Linked DNA regions of Pan troglodytes: regions 1 and 2 are each linked to region 3. A link is a contact called in public capture Hi-C data. All regions are on one chromosome and are shown on one strand. Each heading gives the region's core, a stretch centred on a gene start, on an enhancer-like site or on the middle of the called end of the contact. The rest is flanking DNA. Distances are from core to core; before and after follow the strand shown.

The links. Capture Hi-C pulls out chosen DNA fragments and counts their contacts.
Region 1: a capture Hi-C map of stem cell-derived neural stem cells shows a contact between it and region 3, with 4 times the contacts expected there. The contact joins two enhancer-like sites. A contact is called at or near these places in 1 of 7 Hi-C or Micro-C datasets (stem cell-derived neural progenitor cells) and 1 of 1 other capture datasets (stem cell-derived neural stem cells).
Region 2: a contact with region 3 is called in a capture Hi-C map of stem cell-derived neural stem cells, with 4 times the contacts expected there. The contact joins two enhancer-like sites. A contact is called at or near these places in 3 of 7 Hi-C or Micro-C datasets (induced pluripotent stem cells and stem cell-derived neural progenitor cells) and 1 of 1 other capture datasets (stem cell-derived neural stem cells).

The regions. Positions count from the first base shown.
Region 1 is chr18:85,442,980-85,447,229 of NHGRI_mPanTro3-v2.0_pri, forward strand. No RefSeq gene overlaps it. Among named protein-coding and RNA genes, the nearest start is that of C16H16orf95, 41 kb to the right of the region's middle. Within about 2 kb of position 1,777, at least 2 of the 24 cell types and tissues checked have an H3K27ac peak or open chromatin away from gene starts, as enhancers often do. A contact at or near this core is called in stem cell-derived neural stem cells, where this site is marked.
Region 2 is chr18:84,746,205-84,750,959 of NHGRI_mPanTro3-v2.0_pri, forward strand. It overlaps FOXL1 (forkhead box L1), which reads left to right. Exons shown (of 1, transcript XM_016930321.4): 1 at 1-4,755. The coding sequence starts at 4,396. Among named protein-coding and RNA genes, the nearest start is that of FOXL1, 6.3 kb to the left of the region's middle. Within about 2 kb of position 1,582, at least 5 of the 24 cell types and tissues checked have an H3K27ac peak or open chromatin away from gene starts, as enhancers often do. A contact at or near this core is called in stem cell-derived neural stem cells, where this site is marked.
Region 3 is chr18:85,037,295-85,041,664 of NHGRI_mPanTro3-v2.0_pri, forward strand. The region is part of intron 2 of LOC129137364 (a long non-coding RNA gene); the gene reads right to left. Among named protein-coding and RNA genes, the nearest start is that of FOXL1, 300 kb to the left of the region's middle. Within about 2 kb of position 1,832, at least 1 of the 24 cell types and tissues checked has an H3K27ac peak or open chromatin away from gene starts, as enhancers often do. A contact at or near this core is called in stem cell-derived neural stem cells, where this site is marked.

The sequences.
Region 1 (4,250 bases), core at 527-3,026, 410 kb after region 3:
CCAAAATCCCTAGAAGACCTAGAGAGGCATGGAGAAGCACATTTCTGATTTTTGCAGACACCCAGTGGCCAGAGACCATTGTTATGCAGCTCTAGCCTGAAACCCTTGCTCCTCTCAGCCAGTGTCAGCCACAGCTCTCCGGAGAAACAGAACTAGCAGGAGGTTTAATATGTGTGTGCACGTGTGTGTAAAGAGAGAGAGACAGATTTTTAGGAATTCCTCATATAACTGTGGAGGCTGGTAAGTCTGAAATGTGTAGGGCAAGCCGGCAGGCTGGAAACCCAGGCAGGAGCTGATGCTATGGTCTTGAGGCAGAATTCCTCCCTCCCAGAAAAACCTCGGAGTTTGCTCATAAGGTCCTCCCCTGATTGGATAAGGCCCACCCACACTGTCAAGGGTAATCTGCTTCCCTTGAGGTCAGCTGATGGGAGAGGCTGACGACATCCACCAGCACCTTCTCAGCAGCACCCAGATGGGTGTCTGACTGGACCATTGGGCACGGCAGCCTGGCCACAGGACATGTGAACCCCACCGTCAGCCCATCAGGGTCTGAGCCAGGTATCAGAACCCGCCAGGTATAAGAATCCACTCGCGTGTCAGAACCCAGGACCCAGTGATACCAGAGGATCGGAACCCGCTCAGGTTGACACACCAAGGAGTCACACCTGCTTCTCACTCCAAAGTGCTTCTCGTAGACGCGCTTTTACAGGCTTTCTTTGACATGAAATGTTACTTGGGAGACTCTCCAGCACACTGCAAAATGTAAACTGTGATCGTATGCATATGCGCCTGTATATCAGAGGACCAACATGCAATGTGTTGTTGAAAATCTTTTTGTTGGGTTGCCTCAGAAGGCCTGTCTTGCTAAACAATGGATTCTACAAAGTGACCAAGCAACAAAAAGAAACTTCGAGTTTTAAATTTCAGCTAATTCTCTCATCTACAACAAACCCTTCTTTAATAAAAATGACTGCAATGAAAAAATCCCTAAATAACAAAAAAGCCGCCTGACTCAAATCAATGAGCAATATCACTCCAGCCACATCCAATGGAATGAAATGGCACAAGATTACTGCTATGAGATCCGACCCGTAGAATTCAAATGTGCATGACCTTGTCCTTATGAAATGAATGGTGGGAGTGGAGAAGCCAGCAAAGGAGAGAGTTACATTCAACTCAAAACCAGGAAGTCAACTTCTCCTAAGAAAGGCCCCTTAAAATGTTCAGGAGAGTTTGTATAATCACAAATACATAGGGGAAAAAAATCGTAAATATACTTTTCATTATGGTTGAAGAAATGGAAGAGAAGTCTACTTTGCAAATGTGGGGGGAAGCCCTCTGACTCATGAAATGGGGGGGTAGGGTAAGGGAAGGAAACATTTGGGATTAAATATTGTCATTTGAGTGGCGCAGCTGATGAAAGCCAGGAAATTCTAAATGTGTGCACCGACAATCTGCCACTCCAATTTTACACTCCGGACTCCTGAACAAAAGCTACACTGTGAGGTGCCTGGGGACGGCGCTGGCGTGACTACGGAGGGAACGGGGCACAGGTTTCCTTTCAATTTAATGACTTTTCAGTGGTGAGTGTGAAAACCAAAATGTTGTTCTGCGAGGCAAGGCGGACGCTTGGCCCTGCCCCCTCCCCCAAGCACTCCAGTGAGATGATTTCGTGACTGGGGACAGTCATCTTGCCCTGCGTCACCTCGAAGCATTTAAATCCTGCTCCCACCAGCAGGATCCCTCCTGCCCTCCATATGGACGCATGGGGGCAGCCACACCATCCCTGGGTCCTGAGCCCAGACAACCCTGGCACTGTCCCCACCACAGTGAATTAACCCTGGCCATGGCTGATGCTGGCTCTCTACAGAAAGCCAAATGCCAGCGTGCAGGGAATCAGCCCAGGAGGAGACTGTGTGTGTTCAGAGTCAAAGAGCCCCTTAGAATGGCAGGCACTGTTCGCTGATGTGCATTCTGGGGGAAATGACAAGGAGACCGTAAGTCACAGCGCCCCCAGGGCTCCCTGTGTTTATTTACTGAGTTCAGCCAACAGCCTTCGAAGTGATTTAGACGGCCCTCCAGATAAAACTCTGGGAGATTCAAAAGGGGCTTTTACAAACTTAACCTTGCCTGGGCGGTGGGCGCAGGCGGGTGGGAGAAAGCACAGAGGAGGCGTCGGAAGGGGCCTGGGGCCTAAGACCACCTCCCGTGACCGCCTCTGAAGTCTAGGGGTGGTTCTTTGAACATAAGACTGAGGTGTCCGAGGGACAGAGGTACCCTAGGCCCCAGGCCCAGGAACCCAGAGCAAAAACAGCTCCACAAGTCGCCTGCCCAAGCATGAAGCTGCAGAGAGCGTCGGAGGAAAAGAAAAAACACCCAGGCCTTGAGACCAGAGGGAGAAACCATGAGGCAATGGCCGGGTGCGGCGGCTCACACCCATAATCCCAGCACTTCGGGAGGCTGAGGCCAGAGAATTGCTTGAGGCCAGCAGGTTGAGGTTGCAGCGAGCTGTGACTTCACCACTGCATTCCAGCCTGGGTAACAGAGCAAGACTCCATCGCCAAAAAATAAAAATAAAAATGAAAAGAAAGGAGCAGAAGGCCAGGCATGGTGGCTCACGCCTATAATCCCAGCACTTTGGGAGGCTGAGGCAGGCAGATCGTTTGAGGTCAGGAGTTTGAGACCAGCCTGGCCAACATGGCGAAACCCTTTCTCTACTAAAAATACAAAAATTAGCTGGCCATCGTGGTGGGCACCTGTAATCCCAGCTACTCGGGAGGCTGAGGCAGGAGAATTGCTTGAACCTGGGAGGCAGAGGTTGCAGTGAGCCAAGATCGCACCATCGCATTCCAGCCTAGGCAACAGAGAAAGACCCCATCTCAAAAAAAAAAAAAAAAAAAAAAAAAAAAGAAAGGAGCAGGAAGAGAAGAGACATAAATAGTAGATTTGCTGAATCTGAGGATTCTTTCCCTTTCTGCACTTTCAGGCTGAGATCTCTGAGCTCTGAGAAAAGCCACTTGGAACCTCGCCAGTGGCCTCCACCCTTTTTCAGAGGACAGCAAACACTGGCGCAGCCTGCACTTGTCCCTCCTTGTCAGGGATTTCTTTGCCCTGGCTTAAAGAACACCCCAGCCTGCACTAATGGGCCTAGGGTGATGCCCACACTTGCAGGGACCCACCACACACCGCCTGTCCTCCTCCTCCAGGCTGCCCCGCAGCCCTTCAGCCATGCAGGATGCTTTCCTGCCTCCACACCTCCACCTAGGCTGTTCCCTCTGTCAAATGCCCTTCCCACACGACTTCCGCCTAAGAAATCCTAATTGTCCCTTAACACTCAGCTCAAAAGTCATTTCCTCCAACGCACCTGGGACAGAAGAGACCACACTCTGCCCATGTTCCCCAGAAACTCCAGAGGGAGCAGGACACGCTTACCCCTGTGAGTCTGAGAGGCGGGGTTGGGTGTTCATCTGTGTGCACTTGGTCCCTGAACACGGCAGGTGCTCCATAAATGTCAGGCCCACTCCCCTAGACATCAAGAGGGCTGCATTCTCCAACAAAGCCCCTCTCAGTGACAAGCGTATCTCAGAGCCCCCACAGTCTCTGACCATAGCAACAGGACCAACATCCCAGTCGAAGCGGGGGTGTCCCAGGCAGCAGGCGAGGACCACGCTGCATGTTCACAGGCTCAGTTATAGCCGTCGACCACGCCACGGCGCCCAACCACGCCACGGAGCCCGACCATGCCTCGACCATGCCACGGCGCCTGAACTTTTATCTCCATTTCTCAGGTGAGGACCTGAGGCTCGGGTGGCCCCGTCACTTTCCTAGGGGCATTGGGCAAGAGGCAGGGACTGTGCACAGCCCAGAGCTGCCGTCTCCGTCTCTCAGAAAAGCAGCCCTGAGTCTCAGCCCTGCCATCCTTTCCCACAGGATTTCCAGGCAGGGCTCAAAGAAGTCCCTTCCTCACTCTAAGACGGGTCCTCAAAGCTTGGATGCAGGACCTGAATAGAGCTGCGCTCATTGATTTGATTTGATTTTTCCTTCTAGATAACTGGCTCAAATACCTATTGTTTTCCCTTGATCTTAAGGCAGCATTTTCGGGACAAGTGGGAGAGTCTCTACTTGCCTTCACCTCGAGCCATAAACCAGGGGACAGCACCACCTCCTGGCCGGCAGAGATGTGGCGCCCACTTGGTGTCCGGCTTGCAGGACCCAGCAGCCGCCTCGGACGTCCTGAGCTGCCAGCCTCT
Region 2 (4,755 bases), core at 332-2,831, 290 kb before region 3:
CTGCTCTACAGGGAAAGCAGAGGGCTGGGCTTTTCAAAAACCCAGTGAGAGCATGTGCACCAACTGCCTCTGTTTAGAGCCTTTCCATCATTTCTGGGAACAAGGTGTGCTATAAATAAGTGCATCGTTTGGGAAGTCCCACCCAGCTTTTGGGTCTCCTTCTGCATTTGCTGATTCAGTGGGACCACCATTACCTTCATGTCCCGCTCACTGCCTCCCAAGAGAAGGGAGGCCCTGGGCCCTGCTACTCCAGCTCTGGAAACCTTCCACTCTCTTCAAAGCGGGCGGGGAGGGAAGGAGGGAGAGGTCTTCTGGCTTTTGGTGGAACATAAGCGAGGACTCTGGGATTTTCTTACAATGTCCCGAATCTCCCAGCTCCGGGGGTGCTGCACACCCTCTCCTCTCTGGAGGGCCCCTCTCCCACTGTCTACTCCAGACAATCTCTGCCTCTGAGTCCTTCCAGATACCTGAGCATGTCAGACCCCAGAGCACCCACTTTTGGAGGACACTCACGTGGGCTGTGGTCCCTGTGCAGCCATTTCCTACTTTCAGGGTCTTGGGGTGTTCTGTGCCGAGCCTCAGTTTCATCATCTGTCAAATGGGTGAATCTGCCACGCCTGCCTTTCACAGATTTAGTAAGAGTTGGCAAGAGAACTTCCATGGAGCCCTGAGTGTCCACACTGGTGCTGTTGTAAGATGATTTTCTGTCTTTGGAGCACTTCCTCATGGGACACCTGAGGCAGGTTAACTTACAGGGCTTTGTTCAGTTTCCTGGTTTGCAAAATGGGAGCGACAGAGGTTTCTATTAGGGCTGCTGTGAGGATGAAATGGCTCAGTACATTCTAGTTATTCATATTATTATCATCTGTCTCCAATGTTTTTAGGTTGTCAGTAAGGTGAGGGGCTAAACCCTTCATCTTTCCACCGCAGCTCTTCTCAAACGTGCTACACGCGGTGGAATCATGCATACGTATGTAACACACACACACGTCGTACATGTGGTAACTGTCTTTACGTTTGGAAAAGTGATGCAGATATTTGGAAAGCGACACAGATTACTGTTAACTCAGGTTTCTGCTTTTTGCTTTCCAGTGAGGAAGGTTGAGTGGATGGCTTGGGGCGCAGTGGGAGGAGCTCTTGTCTCTTACCGGTCAGCCTTTTTATCTGAGGCCGTTTTCATCACCAATGCCTGGTCTCTGATCTGCCTCCCTGAGGAACGCACATGCGCTTTGTCCCAGGACTGGGAAGGAGGCGGTCTACCCTCATCCCACGCTGAACCCCGTTTCTGCTCAAGCCTCAGAGTTGGAAACTCCAGTCCTTCTGGAGCATCCGGGCAGGCCAGAGATCTCAGGCTTTTCTTGCAGGCTGGGAGGTGAGCCCTCACCAAGTGACTTCTCAGATGACGCGCTTTTCTGGGATCCGAGGCTTATGAATCTACAGGGAACATTCAGTGTCCCCATCTGGCTCTCTAGGACACTCGTTCTAGAGGCCCGCCCGGCCGTCTCCCAGGCTCGGCTGCCTCCCGCAGGCCCTTCGCTCTGGCCTCAGCCAACAGAGCCTCCGCACGAGGGCGCATCCGCTCTCGGACTCCCAGGGCTTGAGCCTGCACTCCCCGGAAATATGGAAATTGCCCCAGCGCGGGGTTCCTTCTAACAGAGGCCCCTCCTAGGCTCAGGTTACAAACTCATCAATCACCCGGGAGCCCGGGATTCAAACCCGCTCTGGAGCCGGGCTGGGGCGCAAAGCCGGAGTTCTACAGCTGAAACCTCCCAGAGATTTTGCACACTTCTGCAAACGCGCGGGGCTGGGTGTGCGTCTCCAAACCGCGACTAGAGCGTGGGCATTTGTTTTTTGTTTTTTGTTTTTTTTCTCTCTCTCCTAATCTCTCCCTCTTTCTCTCTCTTTTTTTTTTTTTTTTTGCTTTACTATCGGTGCCCCGCCCACCAGCCTCCCGTGTCTCCGCCCACGTCCCGCCCATTACCAAATCGGGCAGTATTTATCACCGTACAAATTCAAGCTCGGATTTGCCTTAGAGTTTAGAAGACGCGCCGGGACGGCGGGAGTTTCGGTAGAGCCAGGGATGTGCGTGCTGGACTTCGGGTGCCGCGTGGGGAGCTCCAGGAGGGGCTGTGGGATAGGAAGGTGGGGAAGGGGTTGCATAGTGACACCGGTTTATCTCTCGGTCTGTGTGTGTTGGAGCGAGCGCCGAGGCTGGAGAAGGAACTGGATCCAAACTTGAGCTTGCTGGGGGCGCGCGGCCCCGGAGAGGTTGGGTGACCCCAGAGACTGTGGGGCCTGCGGGTTGCAAAGGCGCTGGCATTGAGGTTTCTTCATCCCAAGTTTGAAAGGGGTGCGCGGGTGAGAGCAAGTGGTAACGAAAGGACAAAGCCCCGCCCCTCCTGGCCGGAGGTTCACCCCCAGGACCTAGGCGGGCGCGGCCGGGCTGCTCGCTGGACCCACGTTAGAGGAGCAGGGCCGCGGAGGGAGGCCCGAGGTGTCCCAGGGACTGGCCTGTCGCTCCCGCAGGCAGTGCCGGTACCCAGACCGGTTTTTCCACCCTTCCTGCGACTTCCTTTTTGGTATTTTAAATTTACCGGCTCCCCTGCGGTCTACTTATTCCATGGGCTGGGTACCCAGGAAACCCAAACACACGGGTTATTTCTGATTTTCTCATTTTGAAAAAGGATGCCCGCCACGTTTCCGTGTTCAGAGGCTACCTGAGCACTCACATCCTCAGCCGGGTGTGGCAGCGGCAGACACTCCCCCTACCCCTGTAAGTGCCCTCGGTGCCTCTCCCTCCTTCCTGGCCCACTGGCAGTGGGCCATTTCTACACCCACCTGCCATCCTCCCCCTTCCCTCATCTCTTTGACATGCTCACACGATTTGCTCAATGAGACGCCAGTTATCCGAACGTGTGTGTGTGTGACAGTGTGTGTGTGTTTTAATATTCAGGGGGTGATCATAAACAGGAAGTAGTCACACTAGGTGCCTCTACCCTTACCCTAACCGGTGGAGTGGGGAAGAGAGGCCCCCTTCGAAATCAGCATGATTCAGGATTTTTTATTCAAACAGTGATGTGGGAAAATGTAAAATGAGATGGGGGTGGAGGGCCGCGTACACCCCAGGGTGGGTGGATACGGGGAGAGCAAGCAGGCTTCCCAAATGCCTAATGTAATCACGGGCCAGCTGCACGCACTTGTAAAGTTGTTATAACCCCCTCCTTGTTATAAACAGGAAAGCCCAGAATATAAAGCTGGAGACCCACATTCACAAATACCAGGCCTCCCGCGCCAGCTGCCACGGCCTCCTTTTATGGTGTTCCTCTCTTGCAACCTTGGCCCCATCAGGAGGACCTTACTTTTGCCCCTGGTTCTCTAAATGGGTTTATTTTGAAACCTTCCTCAATGGAGCTGTGGACCATGAGCTCTTCCCCAGGCCCCCAGTGCCTTAGGCCTTCCCTTCCAGAGAGACTGGGCTCCCAGAGTCCACTTTCCCTCCGATTTCCGGAGAGCCCTGGAAGGGAGGGTGTGGGAGAGCAGGTCCCTAGAGAGTGCCACCTCCTACTGGGTCTGCCACCTGTTTTTCTAGGGAGGGCCGCATCCCCTTCTCAGCAGACACTCAGGCTTCTTAGATACTCTCCCTGCCCCAATCTAAAAGGTTCCTAGGACCTCAGAAAGTGTTTTACTAGACTGTGGCATCTCGATATCTCCGGTTAAGCATGGGAGAAGAAAAGGCCTTTTGTGGGAGGCCCTGGCGTTATGGGGCTCCCCCAGGCCAGCGTAAAACTCATCCCTGCACACCCACCCCCATCTCCACCTCTCCTTCCTGGCTCAGCAGACCCTGCTCTGAGCCACCGCAGTCTACATCCTGCCTCACTGACTGTGTGTGCTTACAGCGTCAAGGGGTGGACGTGATATTTCAAACATCAGATCAGTGCGTTTATATATTGGGTGCCCGGAAATTTTTCCAAATAAACACAGCTTGATTCAACTTGGGTGGGCGGACTTATCAACAGACTAATTCTATAAACAAATGAAGGAATAGCCCCAAAACCGATTGGCTGGTATCAAAAAGACACGTGGAGGGAAAAGCTTGGAGTTTTTCAGCAATGAAATTTTAATTAATGTGGGTGGGCTGAGAACACAAGGACTGTTTATCATAGACAATTTATTTTCCAGGGCTAAGTCAACATATAACAGCAAACTTACAACAATTATTTAACATTTTTAAAGCCATGAAGAAGGGACAGAGCACGGAGCGGCCGGGGAGAGCGGCAGAGCCAGAGGCAGAGGCACGGCTGGCTCCCCGGGAGGGCCCTTGCGGCGCGGGGCGCAGTGCCTAGGCCGCCCGGGTCTCCTGCGTTGCGGGGAGCGCAGCGCAGGCTCTCGCTTGCCATGAGTCACCTCTTCGATCCCCGGCTGCCTGCCCTGGCCGCCTCGCCCATGCTGTATCTGTACGGTCCCGAGAGACCCGGGCTCCCTCTGGCCTTCGCCCCCGCGGCTGCTCTAGCTGCCTCGGGCCGGGCCGAGACCCCGCAGAAGCCTCCCTACAGCTACATCGCGCTCATCGCCATGGCGATCCAGGACGCGCCCGAGCAGAGGGTCACGCTCAACGGCATCTACCAGTTCATCATGGACCGCTTCCCCTTCTACCACGACAACCGGCAGGGCTGGCAGAACAGCATCCGCCACAACCTCTCGCTCAACGACTGCTTCGTCAAGGTGCCCCGCGAGAAAGGGCGGCCAGGCAAGGGC
Region 3 (4,370 bases), core at 582-3,081:
GGAAAAAGCACTTGGGGGTGATATGGTTTGGTCGTGTCCCCACCCAAATCTCATCTCAAATTGTAATCCCCATAATCCCCACGTGTGGAGGGAAGGACCTGGTGGGACGTGATTGGATCACGGGGGCGGTTTCCCCCAGGCTGTTCTGGTGATAGTGAGTGAGTTCTCCTGAGATCCGATGGTTTAAAATCTTGTGATAGTGAGTTCTCATGAGATCCGATGGTTTAAAATCTCTGATAGTGAGTGAGTTCTCATGAGATCCTATAGTTTAAAAGTGCTTGGCAGTTTCCCCTGGGCTTTTCTCTTTCCTGCCACCTTGTGAAGAAAGTCCTTGCTTCTTCTTTGCCTTCTGCCACGATTGTCAGTTTCCTGAGGCCTCCCCAGCCATGGGAACTGTGAGTCAATTAAACCTCTTTCCTTTATAAATTACCCAGTCTTGGGTAGTATCTTTATAGCAGTGTGAAAATGGACTAATACAGGGGTTTGCTTCTTCCTCCCTCCTTCCCTTCTCTCCTCCCCTCCCTCCCCCTTCCCCCTTTCTTCCCTCCCTGCCTTTCTATTTCCTTTATTCACTCAGTCAGCAAAGGAAACTCCAGTGAGCAGGAGTTCCCTTATGCTAAGGGCTGAGAGAAACTTAGAGATGAATAAAAGATGAGCTCTGGCTCTGCCCTCTGGGGGCTTACACAAGTATGTTTGGCGAGGACCCTGTCTCCACGCCATCTCCTCGTCCTTCCCTCCCTCACTCATCTTGGTGCCAGGACCCAACCACCCAGCTGCCTGCAGAGCCATACCAGGTGGGGCATAGCCAAGCCCAAATGCGGCTGCCCTGAGCCCTGAGGCCACGCCCTCAGCACCAGCCCGTGATCTAGCTCAGTCCCAAACTAGCTGGGCTGGAAAGAGGCCTCCAGGAACACTTTCAAGGGCTCCTTTCACATTTAGCAAATGGCTCTTTCAAGTCCAATGTTCTCGCTTGCTCAGCAGAATTCCGATTTTCTTGATTTATGCTGACAATCGCACATTCTTTTATTGCTGTTTAAGCCCCTGAAAGCACGGGAGGGGAAAACGTGATGAGAATCTGTGGCCCACTGTCTCCCTCCTCGTCTCCCTCACCCACTCTGCTCCTCTGGAAAGTGCTTCTCTCTGAGTTCTGGTCCCTGCTCGGCTGACCACGGAGGAGTGGGAGCTGGCACTGGCATCTGTGCATAGCCCGTATTGACGCAGAAATGGCTGCATGGGAAGAAATTGGCCAGGCTTTCCAAAAACTGGGATGCAATTTCCCCCAACACGTTTTAGGGAACTTTGAACCCTGTCCCTGAGAAGATCTGGAGAGCAGGAGAGGTAGTCCAGGCCACACATGTCTGCTCCGGGCTTGGTTTTGGCCGGGAGCTGGGACAATCAAGGTCAGCTGGTGTCTGAGATTGAGGGAGCACTTCGGTGCGGCCTGGTGTGGCACTCAGGGCCTGCTACCCCTGAGTGTGTGGCCTCAGGCAAGTGGCTTGCCCTCTCTAGGCCTTAGATTTCCTGTTATAAAGTGAGAGATTTGGATAAGCTTGGGAGCTCAGAAACCACTTAGCCATAGACCCCTGCTCACCGAGTACCATCAGAAGCCCATCCTCACACATTGTCAGTGGGTGTCAGCATGGGTCTTCAGGAAGGAATGCCACGATGGAGTCAGGAATGTGAGCTATGTATTAGGGAGGTGGTGCTAGTGCACTGCAGAAAATGGAGGGGGAGCTGGAGGGTGTGGGCGAGCCTTCAGATTGCAATGCTGGTCCGACACCCGTGAGAGGAGAGGGGAAGGAAGGAGCATGCAGTAGCAAGAGCCTCATCCTGCAGTGTATCTCAGAGGATGTCTCAGCCATGCTGACCGAGAGCCCCAGACTGAAGGTGCCCCCTAGAGGATGCCCCTGCTAGGCAGAAATGGAGGGGCCCTGTGCTTCTGCCATGCTTGGCCATTAGCTGCCCTGGAGACATGGGGCCTTGGCTGGAGAGCAGAGGCAGAGCCAGAGGGCACTGGAAGCTGGAGGCACCAGCCACCTTCACCCCACAGCAGGGTTTCTCCTGACATGAGGGACATCTGAGCCATGCACCCCATGGGCTCTTGCCACAAGAATGTCAAATCGGTCAACTTCTTTCAAAAGTGTTTGGACAGTATTTGCCAAAAACTTAAAAACAGAAGATTCTACCAAATAAATTCCACTTCTAGGGATTTATCCAATGGATCAATTCATGCCTCTGTACAAAGAGATAAACATTTTGTTACACCCTTGTTTGTAGTAACAAAAGATTGGAAACAACCAAAATGCCCAGTATCAGAAGACAGAATAAATAAGTCATGGTATGTCCACATACTGGAATACCATGTCCCCACACTGGGGTACCATGTCCACACACTGGAGTACCATGTCCACACACTGGAGTACTATGTCCTATGCTGCCATGGTAAATAAAAAGGATGAGGCATCACCAAGCATATGGACAGGAAAGAATTCCAGGTGAATTGCTGAGGAAAAGGGCAAAGCATTGGAGGCATCAATAGCAGGCTACCACTGAGTAAGGAAAGTGGGTCTTTTCTTTGCATCTGCTCAGATACAGAAACAAAACATCAGAAGGACCCATGAGACACTCACTCAGTGCTCTGGGGAGGGACTGGGAACTGGACTCCAGGGAAGAATTACTTTCCATTCATTGCCCTCCTGCTCCATTGACACTGCTGTTATGTTTAACACACCTGTAGATTGTTTTTTAAAATCCTCATGCAGATGCTCAGCCTTTAAATCAACATCTGAATCTGATACCTTGGTGCCCCCTTATAGTAATTGTTGGTGCCCCCTCTTCATCCCCTGATGTGCCTCACAAAAGACCATTTACTGTGAATCCCTGTGGCTCTAACAGAATCAGCCCACTGCCAATAGCAGACAGGGGATGTGATGTATAAATATCCCAGCTCCCTCACTCATTCACTGAGATAACTGAGGCCAGCTCTACACTGACCCCCAGAGGTCCACAGTGGTACTGAACCCCAGGTGCCCGGGGCAGTGGCTGCCTATGAACTAAAGCTCTGCTGCTGTTCCCCTTCCCTGTCCTGCCTCCCCACTCCCTTGGGGGTTTCCCTGGGTCACCTCCCAAATAAACAGCTTGCCCATGACTCCTTGTCTCTAGGTATGCTTCTGAGGAGCCCAAACTAAGACCCAACAGAGGCCACCAAACTCCCAGGAATTCTGCAGTAGCACAAAGCCCAGCCTGAAGAACACTGGGCTGGAAATTGATTTCCTCTAAGGCCTTTTCCAGTTCCGACCTCCCGTGCCACCAGGCAGATTGTCTCTTTTCTGGATAGTTTCTAACTAACACCAGGATTATGGTTAAGTGCAAAGAGAAGTGTATGAGACACAGATGAGTCTCTTACATAAAATAAATGAAATAGAAGGACTTCCAGGGCCCAGCGGCCCCAAGTAAGCCTGTTCTCTGGAGAACTGGATGTAGAAAGGGGGGGTCCCCACATTATTGGAACCCTGAGCCCTGCAGGTGCTGCTTGGTCAGCAGCCAGCCTTAGGAGCAGGAGGCGGCAGAGTCCTATGCATGTTGAAATGTAAAGGTGCTAACAATATTCAGACCCATAGAAGATTCCTCCTCTCTGTTGTGGGGGTAAATTATGTCCCCTCAAAAAGATATGATGGTATCCTGACTCTGGATCCTCAGAATGTGACCTAATTTGACAACAGTCTTTGCAGAGGTGATCAAGTTAAAATGAGATCAGCAGAGTGGCCCTATTTAATATGGGGTCCTTTTGACTTAATCGGATCAGCATCTTCCTAGCTGTGGTGCTTAGGCTGAGGCAGGACTTGAAGAGATACACAGAAATAATCTCCACCCCGCTCTCCTTTCTACCTTACCCCATCCCTATCTCTCCCTTTCTGTTTCTCTTCCTCCCTACCACCCATTCCCACTCCCACCCCACCCCAATTGTATACCATGAGGATTTGAGGAGTAGAATTGCTGGAACCCTAAGAGTCTGGAACTATGGGACACCCAGCAGAGGCTGAGGAAGAAGCCCATGCCCTGGAAGGCAGAGTGAGGAGACTCAGCAATGATGTTTTGTGGCTTCTTAGAACCCCTGGATCAAGCCTTGCCTGAAGTCAGCACCTCCAAACTGTCCAGTTAGATAAGGTAATAATTTATTTTACTTCAGAAACCAATTCAGGGCTTATTTTCTATCATCTGAAACTGAATGACTCCCAAGCGAAATAACATTCCCTCTTAGGAAAAAATGAAATAGCCAAACAGAGGGATCGTGGTCATGTTTGATGTTTTCTTCATCCTTACAGGCCAGGTCTATAGGCACTTTTAATACCACGTCAGAGAACGATGAC